Linked DNA regions of Danio rerio: region 2 is linked to region 1. Evidence: chromatin contacts called from public Hi-C data. All regions are on one chromosome and are shown on one strand. The core of a region is the stretch at or near the end of the contact, and the rest is flanking DNA. Distances in the headings are between cores, read along the strand shown.

Region 1 (4,355 bases), core at 1,462-3,961:
TCCCCTTTACTGACATTTAAAGACTTATAAAAATGACTGAAGTTCATACAACTAGCCACAAAATTCAAAAATCTAAACTAAAAAAGCATAATGAAACCTTTCCTAGCTACTGGGTTTTGTTTTAATCTAAACATAACTACGATTAAATTGCAGACCACAAATAAACTATTAGTATCAGTACACTCGTCAGCCTATTTTCATTCATTTTCATTCAGCTTAGTCAATTATTCATCAGGGGTTGCCACAGCGGAATGAACTGCCAACTCATCCAGCATATGTTTTATGCAGCGTATGCCCTTCCAGCTGCAACCCAGTACTGGGAAACATACACACTTATTCACACAAACATACACAACAGCCAATATAGTTTAAAAGTTTAGTTAGAAACCCACACCAACATGAGGAGAACATGCAAACTCCACACAGAAATGCCAACTGGCGCAGCCGGGACTCAAACCAGCAACCTTCTTGCTGTGAGGTGACAGTGCTAACCACTGAGCCACCGTGTCGCCCAAAAATCTAAACAAAAAATCATAATGAAACCTTTTTTAAATACTGGGTTTTGTAATAATCTAAACATAACTATGATTAAATTGCAGACTACAATTATACTATTAGTATCAGTACACTTGTCAGCCTATTAACATTCATTGATTCATTTTCATTCAGCTTAGTCCCTGATTTGTTAGGGGTTGCCACAGTGGAATGAACTGCCAACTTTTTCAGCATATGTTTTATTTAGTGGATGCCATTCGAGCTGCAACCCAGTATGGGAAACACCCATACAAACCTATTAACACAAACACTCAAACACTACAGCCAATTTAGTTTAAAAGTTTAGTTAAAAACCCACACCAACATGGGAAGAACATGCAATGCCAACTGGCCCAACCGGGACTCAAACCAGCAACCTTCTTGCTGCGAGGCGACAGTGCTAACCACTGAGCCACCGTGTCGTTAAAAAATCCAAACAAAAAAGCATAATGAAACCTTTCTTAACTACTGGGTTTTGTTGTAATGCAAAATTCAGAACAGATTAGAATTAAACTATCAGTACAATCGTCAACCTATTATTGTTTCCAACAACTCAACGTGGCACATCAAGCTTTGTTTTGTTCTTTAGCTAAAAAACTCACAGAAAATATGCACAGTCAGAAACTATATTTAGAAAAAATAAGATCGTACAATGGTGTCATATGAGCACACAAACAACCTACACTGTTCCGAACAGGAAACCACAACAGATGATATTCATTCTTCAACACTTAATTTGTTTGTCGAATGGCAAGTCAAACCTAGAAGCAGCAACAACTAAACAAAATCCTTTTAAATGGGAAGTTAAACAATCCAGTGGAAACAGAGAGGTAAATCTTGGAGCACCGCTTGTTTTAAGACTGTGATTGCATTTGAGAAGGATTGGAGGAAAACATAAACCAGCAACATTCTTGCATCAATCCCAACCAACCACATTTAAACTTTCGTCTCGAGGCTTATGTAAGACTAGTCCCTTATTCTAGTGCATGTGGTAATGGTGGTAACAGTTGCCACTCTCGAAAATGCCAGCCTACAGTGATGCAGATATAAGAGGCTTAAAAACATGTTTGACAAATAAACTAGTTGAAGCTGTTTGACATCAAGGACTAAAAGAGATTGATCAAAATCCCACATTAAGGTACCCACAGGCTACAAACTTACATCCAAAGTTGAGACAAAGCTATTTCTCAAGACTGTCATGTATAATCCAAATCAAAGCAATCAACCGAGTTCTAAAACCTATGAAAAACCTGGAAATACCCTGACAAAAACTAGTAAATAATCTTTAAGTAAAGCTATCACAGTGGATTATTATAATTTTTTTAATATAGTAATTTATTTTTGGAACATAGATGCGCAATTTTAAGTGAAATAACATTGTAATTACTGCTGAAAAACTATGAAAAATGCTAGATGCCCCCGTGCATGATGGGAACAGCAGTCGCAAAATATCAGAAAGCTGAGTAGGTTTTACTTAATTTATTAAGTAACAAGTAAAGTTACAAAAAAGTTCAGTTACAAGTAAAATACAATCATATTTATTAAAGATTAAAGTTTAAATATAGGCTACAAGTTTGGTACTAATATATAATGTATTTATGCTCACTTCAGACAGTGAAATTAGCAGAATGATCATGAAATATCATGAAAAAAAGATAAAAACATGACAGAAAGTTATGGGAATTAATTATTACAACTATATTTATTTTCATTCATGCTCCTTTCTGAAATAGTACGTTTACGATTAAAGGAATTTTGAAAAACATATCAAGGAGCTGAATAAGAGTCATAACATGTAGTGTTAATAAAAAATGGTTTACAAACTAATAATCTCTAGTTATCGTTCATTGTGTGCCCGGTATGCACTTTATATAGAGCAGTGAGCTAATAGCCTACTATAGATCGTGACTAATACACAACTGCGTTACGTTACCTCCTAGGACATGTCGACGCCGCCTTTTATGGCGTATTAATAAAAGTTTACTCTCCAAATTCCGCAACGTCTGGTCCTCGGACTGAAGTGACGTAACGAGAAGCGCGTCCCCGCAACCGCTGACCAATGAGCGTTGCTTTATGCAAATGAGCTCTCGCAGGTTCGGAGTACTGTGTTTTTGCGCGCTCCCTCCCGCTCACAGTTACTACAGACCTTCTAAACCTGAACACACGCACCGTTATCATTCACTCCGACCCCAAGAGACGCAGCAAACATGAGCAAAACGCGCGTCTAGCCTCGTTTGAACGATAAAAGAAGAGTTTATTCTGACCTGAACTCGGATTTTGCTTCTCACTGGAGTTATTAAAGAGCGGAGGACGCGCAAGATGAAGTACAAAGTAAGTGGCTCTTCATTCATGAGCGCTATTTCCGTAAACTATACTTCAAACTCATCTGCTAACTAGTGTTATATAGGTAGAAATTACATGTACGTCATTCTACCAGGGTTTAGTGTGACTTTTAAAAGAAAGAGCATCTGTTATTGAACTGTAACGTTAGCAGACGAGGATCTGTTATTGAATCTGTTGTGATGGATGGATAGATAGATAGATAGATAGATAGATAGATAGATAGATAGATAGATAGATAGATAGATAGATAGATAGATAGATAGATAGATAGATAGATAGATAGATAGATATATAAATAGATAGATAGATAGATATATAAATAGATAGATAGATAGATAGATAGATAGATAGATAGATAGATAGATAGATAGATATATAAATAGATAGATAGATAGATATATAAATAGATAGATAGATAGATAGATAGATAGATAGATAGATAGATAGATAGATAGATAGATAGATAGATAGATAGATAGATAGATATGTAGAAATTACATGTACATCATTTAATGAGGGTTTTGTGTGACTTTTTAAAATGAAAGAGCATCTGATATTGAATCTGTTGTGATAGATAGATAGATAGATAGATAGATAGATAGATAGATAGATAGATAGATAGATAGATAGATAGATAGATAGATAGATAGATTAGCAGTATTAGTAGTAGATTACTAGTATGTCAAATATGTAGAAATTACATGTACATCATTTTACGAGGGTTTTGTGTGACTATATAAATGAAGGAGCATCTGTTTTTTAACTCTTGAGATAGATAGATAGATAGATAGATAGATAGATAGATAGATAGATAGATAGATAGATAGATAGATACCATGTACATCATTCTAACAGGGTTTTGTGTAACTAAAACGAAAGAGCACCTTTTATTGAGAAAGATGAATAGCACACACAATATATAAAGGTGTATACACATTGAAGTATTAACGGACATGCTATTTATTATTAGGAAAGGCAGCAGAGAATGGGATGAAAGCATCTTGCCCTTTTAAAAGCAGTACTGTTTCACTAGTTAAATACTCCTTAACTTGGCAACCGGCTGGCTCCGGCTCTGAACAGCAGTAATTTGTGTGTGTAACCAACCATGCATTTATTGGATGACTGGTATGACCCAAAAGCAAAGTGCAGATCGCATCATTTATTACGACCGTGCCACAAAAGCACTCTTTGAGCTCTATTGTAGCGAGACTTGTAATAAATGATGTGATTTACACTGAGCATTTTCAACTCAGGTTACGCGGAGCCCACTTGACGATATATGGGGCCATTCATTAGCCCCGTCTCCAGCCCCTTTTCCAATTCGAGCCTCCCTGTGATTGTGTAATGTGACGTTTTAAAGCAAACAGCACGCATTTTGTTCAGGGTAACAGGGTTGCTGTTATACTGAGTGTTCCTGGTGGAGGCTGGAAATAAAACCACTCCGGGATTTTATGTACATGTTCGTGTTTGATTTGTGT
Region 2 (3,956 bases), core at 863-3,362, 42 kb after region 1:
GAGGTTGGAGAGAACACACTTTGACGTCATGCTGCTTTTTCAGCACTTATTCTCAAAGGACAAAAAAAAGAGGCTCCTGAGCAATTATGCTGGTCTCAGGTTCAGATTCGATCCGGTCTCAGTCACGCACACACAGTCAGGCTGTAAGAGAATCTGGGGAAAGAGTCACCGGAGTGTTTACCTAGAGGTCAGAGCTCACACCTCACACTACGCCACATTCAACACGCTTTACATCAGCAGCTCCAGGTGGCAGCTAACATGATTTGGGATAGATTTCTTACATATTTTAGACAAAAACAATAAAGCATTTTATTTAGATATATCTGAAGGGATTTGTATATTTAGAGTGCTCAACATATTTGAGAACAATCCATTTTGAATGAACATTTTTATCCATTTCTCAGTAAATATAGATCATATATTTTGGTCCATTTGAACAAAACAGATTTATCAAATGTATATATTTATTAAAATAACATTTTAGTCACTGAACATCTTTAGAAATAGAAAGGTAATACATTTAATTTTATGCGAAATATTGAGAAAAAAATTACAAAACTACTAATTTTTTACAAAATTGTATCTATTTTTTGTTTCTCTTGAGTTTTGCTTTCTTTTTAAAATATGTTATTTAATATTTTTTTCTATCATATAAATTTGTGCTTACTAATTTTGGACCATTATCGTAACTTGTTTTGTTAGATGAGCTCCAGGTTTGGCTTCAGTACTGACTAATCTCATGTATATGCACAAATATGATATTGTAAATTTTCTTTTATAAAACATTCATTTAAATAAGAGATTTGTGAGGGGTGTCCTTAAATGTTGAACATTGTAATATTATATCATGTAGTATATGGAATGGTAATTTTGAATTGACAACAGTAACAGTAAAATATAAAAAAAAATTTAATAAAAAAAAAAAATTGGTAGCACAATAAAACAACAATCATATTTTTATTTGTATGTATTTATACATCTACACAAAATATGAAATCTAACAATTATCAGTATATATATATATATATATATATATATATATATATATATATATATATATATATATATATATATATATATATGTATGTATATGTAATTTTAAATTTTTTTTAAAAATGTGTTAAATCTTCAAAAAAATATATATTTTTAAATACAATGATCATGTATTAAATATAAAGTATTATAATATTAAAATGAATAAACATACATGTAAAATACATTTATACACGCATACACTACCAGTCAAAAATTTGGGGTCAGTTATTTTTTTCACGTTATTTTTTTTTTTTAAGAAAATTATTCTGTTCATCAAGGCGGCATTTATTACATGTAAAAAAGTTAAGTTTATTAAAATATTTATTTAAATAACTTCTTTCTTATTGTATGGATTTTCAAATGAAATTATTATTACAGTCATTACTGCTTTTATTACTATAGTAATAATAATAATTTTAATAATAATAATTCATATTAGAGTGATTTCTGAAGGATCCTGTGACTGAAGACTGGAGTAAAATCACTGTAATAAATTATCATTTAAATTATAAACTACTTTTGAACAACCATTTTAAAAGTGCAGTAACATTTCACAATTTTACAATTTGTTCTGTATTTTTTATTAAATAAATGCAGCTATGGTAAGCAAGATAAGCTTATTTTAAAACATAAATGTCTTGTCTAATACCCTAATTAAGCCTTTAAATGTCACTTTAAGTTGAATACTAATGTCTTGAAAAATATCCAGTCTGTTATCATATTCATGTATGTATATTTATCAAGATACATATACATACACACACACTGTATTATAACTTATATTAATATCTATAAGAGGGCTTTTGTGCTAAAGAGGAACATGTACATATCTTCAGAGAAATGTGAGACTGATCAGGACTCTGAAGTGTCCCGTTCTCCATTTATTCCCTTCATTTTCTCAGGATTGCTGGGAATCGGAGGTGATTTAAGACTGATGGGAACATGCAGGGCGACGTGGGTAATTGCTGAACTATGCTGAACCTAGAGTTCCTCCGTGATGATTTATGGACAGGAATGTCATTGATGTGCACCTAAACTCACAGAGTGAAAATACGAGTGTGACGCTCCGCTTATGAAAAACATCTGGACATTCCCATCTCTGGAGCTCCATGTGTCATCCATGAGTGCTTTATATGAGCGCCAGTCGCCTAGGAAAGCCTGAATAAACAGAATAAATAGTGGCTTTCCCCAACTCCCATCGAGTTTCCAGTCTCGCTTCTGGAAGATACAGCGATGCGTGCTTTCTCTGGTGTTAGTTTTCCTCCTAAAATGGACATATTACAAGCCTTTTAACAACATGTAATGCAAGTCTCTGTCGTCTCAACTCAAAATACCACTCAGTTCATTCTTTAAAGGTGGTCAAATCTCCTCTACACTAAAAAAAAAGGATGAATTGGATGAAGATGAAGATGTTACAATATCTAGACTGAAGCAGGACGTTTCTGAAGGGTTAGCAGACACTTTTTTGAAGTTGTTATGGAGTAAATTTGATTGAAGCAACTGTCTATATACAGTTGGTGGTAGACAATATGGCAGAACAAGGGGTTTTGGAGCAGATCTGGAGTCAGTCAGACCGGATGCAGTGCGTATGGTTCTTGTTTTGAAGGGCCATCGGTGACCCAAGAGTGTTTTCATATGTTGACAATGGCATGTGTGTGTGTGATTTTGAAGAAGAGAAAACAGAGAGTTCATTCCAGAGATGCTTCATACAAGAGGAGCGTAAAAGATGGAGAGAAAAGGCAGAAGTTGAAGATATGTTAGGAATTTAGGAGGGCAGAAAGACTGATATTCTGAGCTGAGGAGTTGTATGAGACGATCACTCCATTATAGCGTCTCTGTTTGCTGTTGCATTTACAGAATGTTTCATATTATGTCAAGTTACACAGTTAAAATTATTTTTTTTTAATATTTCCCAAATGATGTTTAACAGATTCAGGAAATGTTTGCAGTATGTCTGATAATATATTTTCTTCTGGAGAAAGTCTTATTTGTTTTATTTCGGCTAGAATGAAAGCAGTTTTTAATTTTTTAAAAGCCATTTTAGGGACAAAATTATTAGCCCCTTTAAGCTATATTTGTTTTCGATAATCTACAGAACAAACCATCATTATACAGTAACCTGCCTAATTACCCTAACCTGCCTAGTTAAGCTAATTAACATAGTTAAGCATTTAAATGTCACTTTAAGCTGTATAGAAGTGTCTTGGAGAATATCTAGTCAAATATTATTTATTGTCATCATGGCAAAGATCAAATAAATCAGTTAATAGAGATAAATTATTAAGACTATTATGTTTAGAAATGTGTTGAAAAAACTCTGTTAAACAGAAATTGGGGAAAAATAAACAGGGGGGCTAATAATTTGGGGGGGGGGGGGGTGGGGGGGGCTAAGAATTCTGATATTTACTGTTTATTAAATAAAAATATAAAATGAAATTAAACCAAAAAACTAGTTATTTTGCAAGATACTTTGGTATTCAGGCTAAATGGCAAATTAAAGGCTTGACTATTAGGTTAATAGGGCAAGTTAATTAGGAAAGTTACTGGACAACAGTAGCCAATCGAAAATCTTAAAAGGGCTAATAATTGACCTGAGCAATTTTACATATTTCAAAATATTTTAGAATTCCAGACAAATTTAAATAATAAAAAGACTTTGCCCAGAAGAAAAAAAATCTAATAGAAAATGCTGTGAAATGTCTGTTAAACATCACTGGAAATTTTAATTTCATTTAATTTAATAATTGCCAATAATTTTGTTGACGCTGTAAATATACATATATTATTTGGTCACACTTTACAATTAGGTTCATTAGTTAATGTTAATTAATGCATTTACTAACATGAACAAACAATGAATAATACATTTACTACAGTATTTATTCATGGTATTAAACGTTAGTTAATGTAAATACAGTTGT

Evidence for each region. Hi-C and Micro-C count contacts between places; a contact is called where the count stands out from the background.
Region 2: a Hi-C map of an unstated tissue shows a contact between it and region 1, with 2.0 times the contacts expected there. The contact joins the enhancer-like site here to the promoter of nedd9 in region 1. A contact is called at or near these places in 3 of 18 Hi-C or Micro-C datasets (caudal fin, hematopoietic stem cells and an unstated tissue) and 1 of 4 datasets of contacts at active chromatin or transcription factors (caudal fin).

Annotation. Positions count from the first base shown.
Region 1 is chr19:4,068,493-4,072,847 of GRCz12tu, forward strand. It overlaps nedd9 (neural precursor cell expressed, developmentally down-regulated 9), which reads left to right and starts at 2,712. Exons shown (of 7, transcript NM_001077282.1): 1 at 2,712-2,865. The coding sequence starts at 2,854. It overlaps LOC137488460 (a long non-coding RNA gene), which reads right to left and starts at 2,581. Exons shown (of 3, transcript XR_011007497.2): 1 at 2,468-2,581.
Region 2 is chr19:4,110,794-4,114,749 of GRCz12tu, forward strand. The region is part of intron 2 of nedd9 (neural precursor cell expressed, developmentally down-regulated 9); the gene reads left to right. Among named protein-coding and RNA genes, the nearest start is that of smim13, 32 kb to the right of the region's middle. Within about 2 kb of position 2,113, at least 11 of the 62 cell types and tissues checked have an H3K27ac peak or open chromatin away from gene starts, as enhancers often do.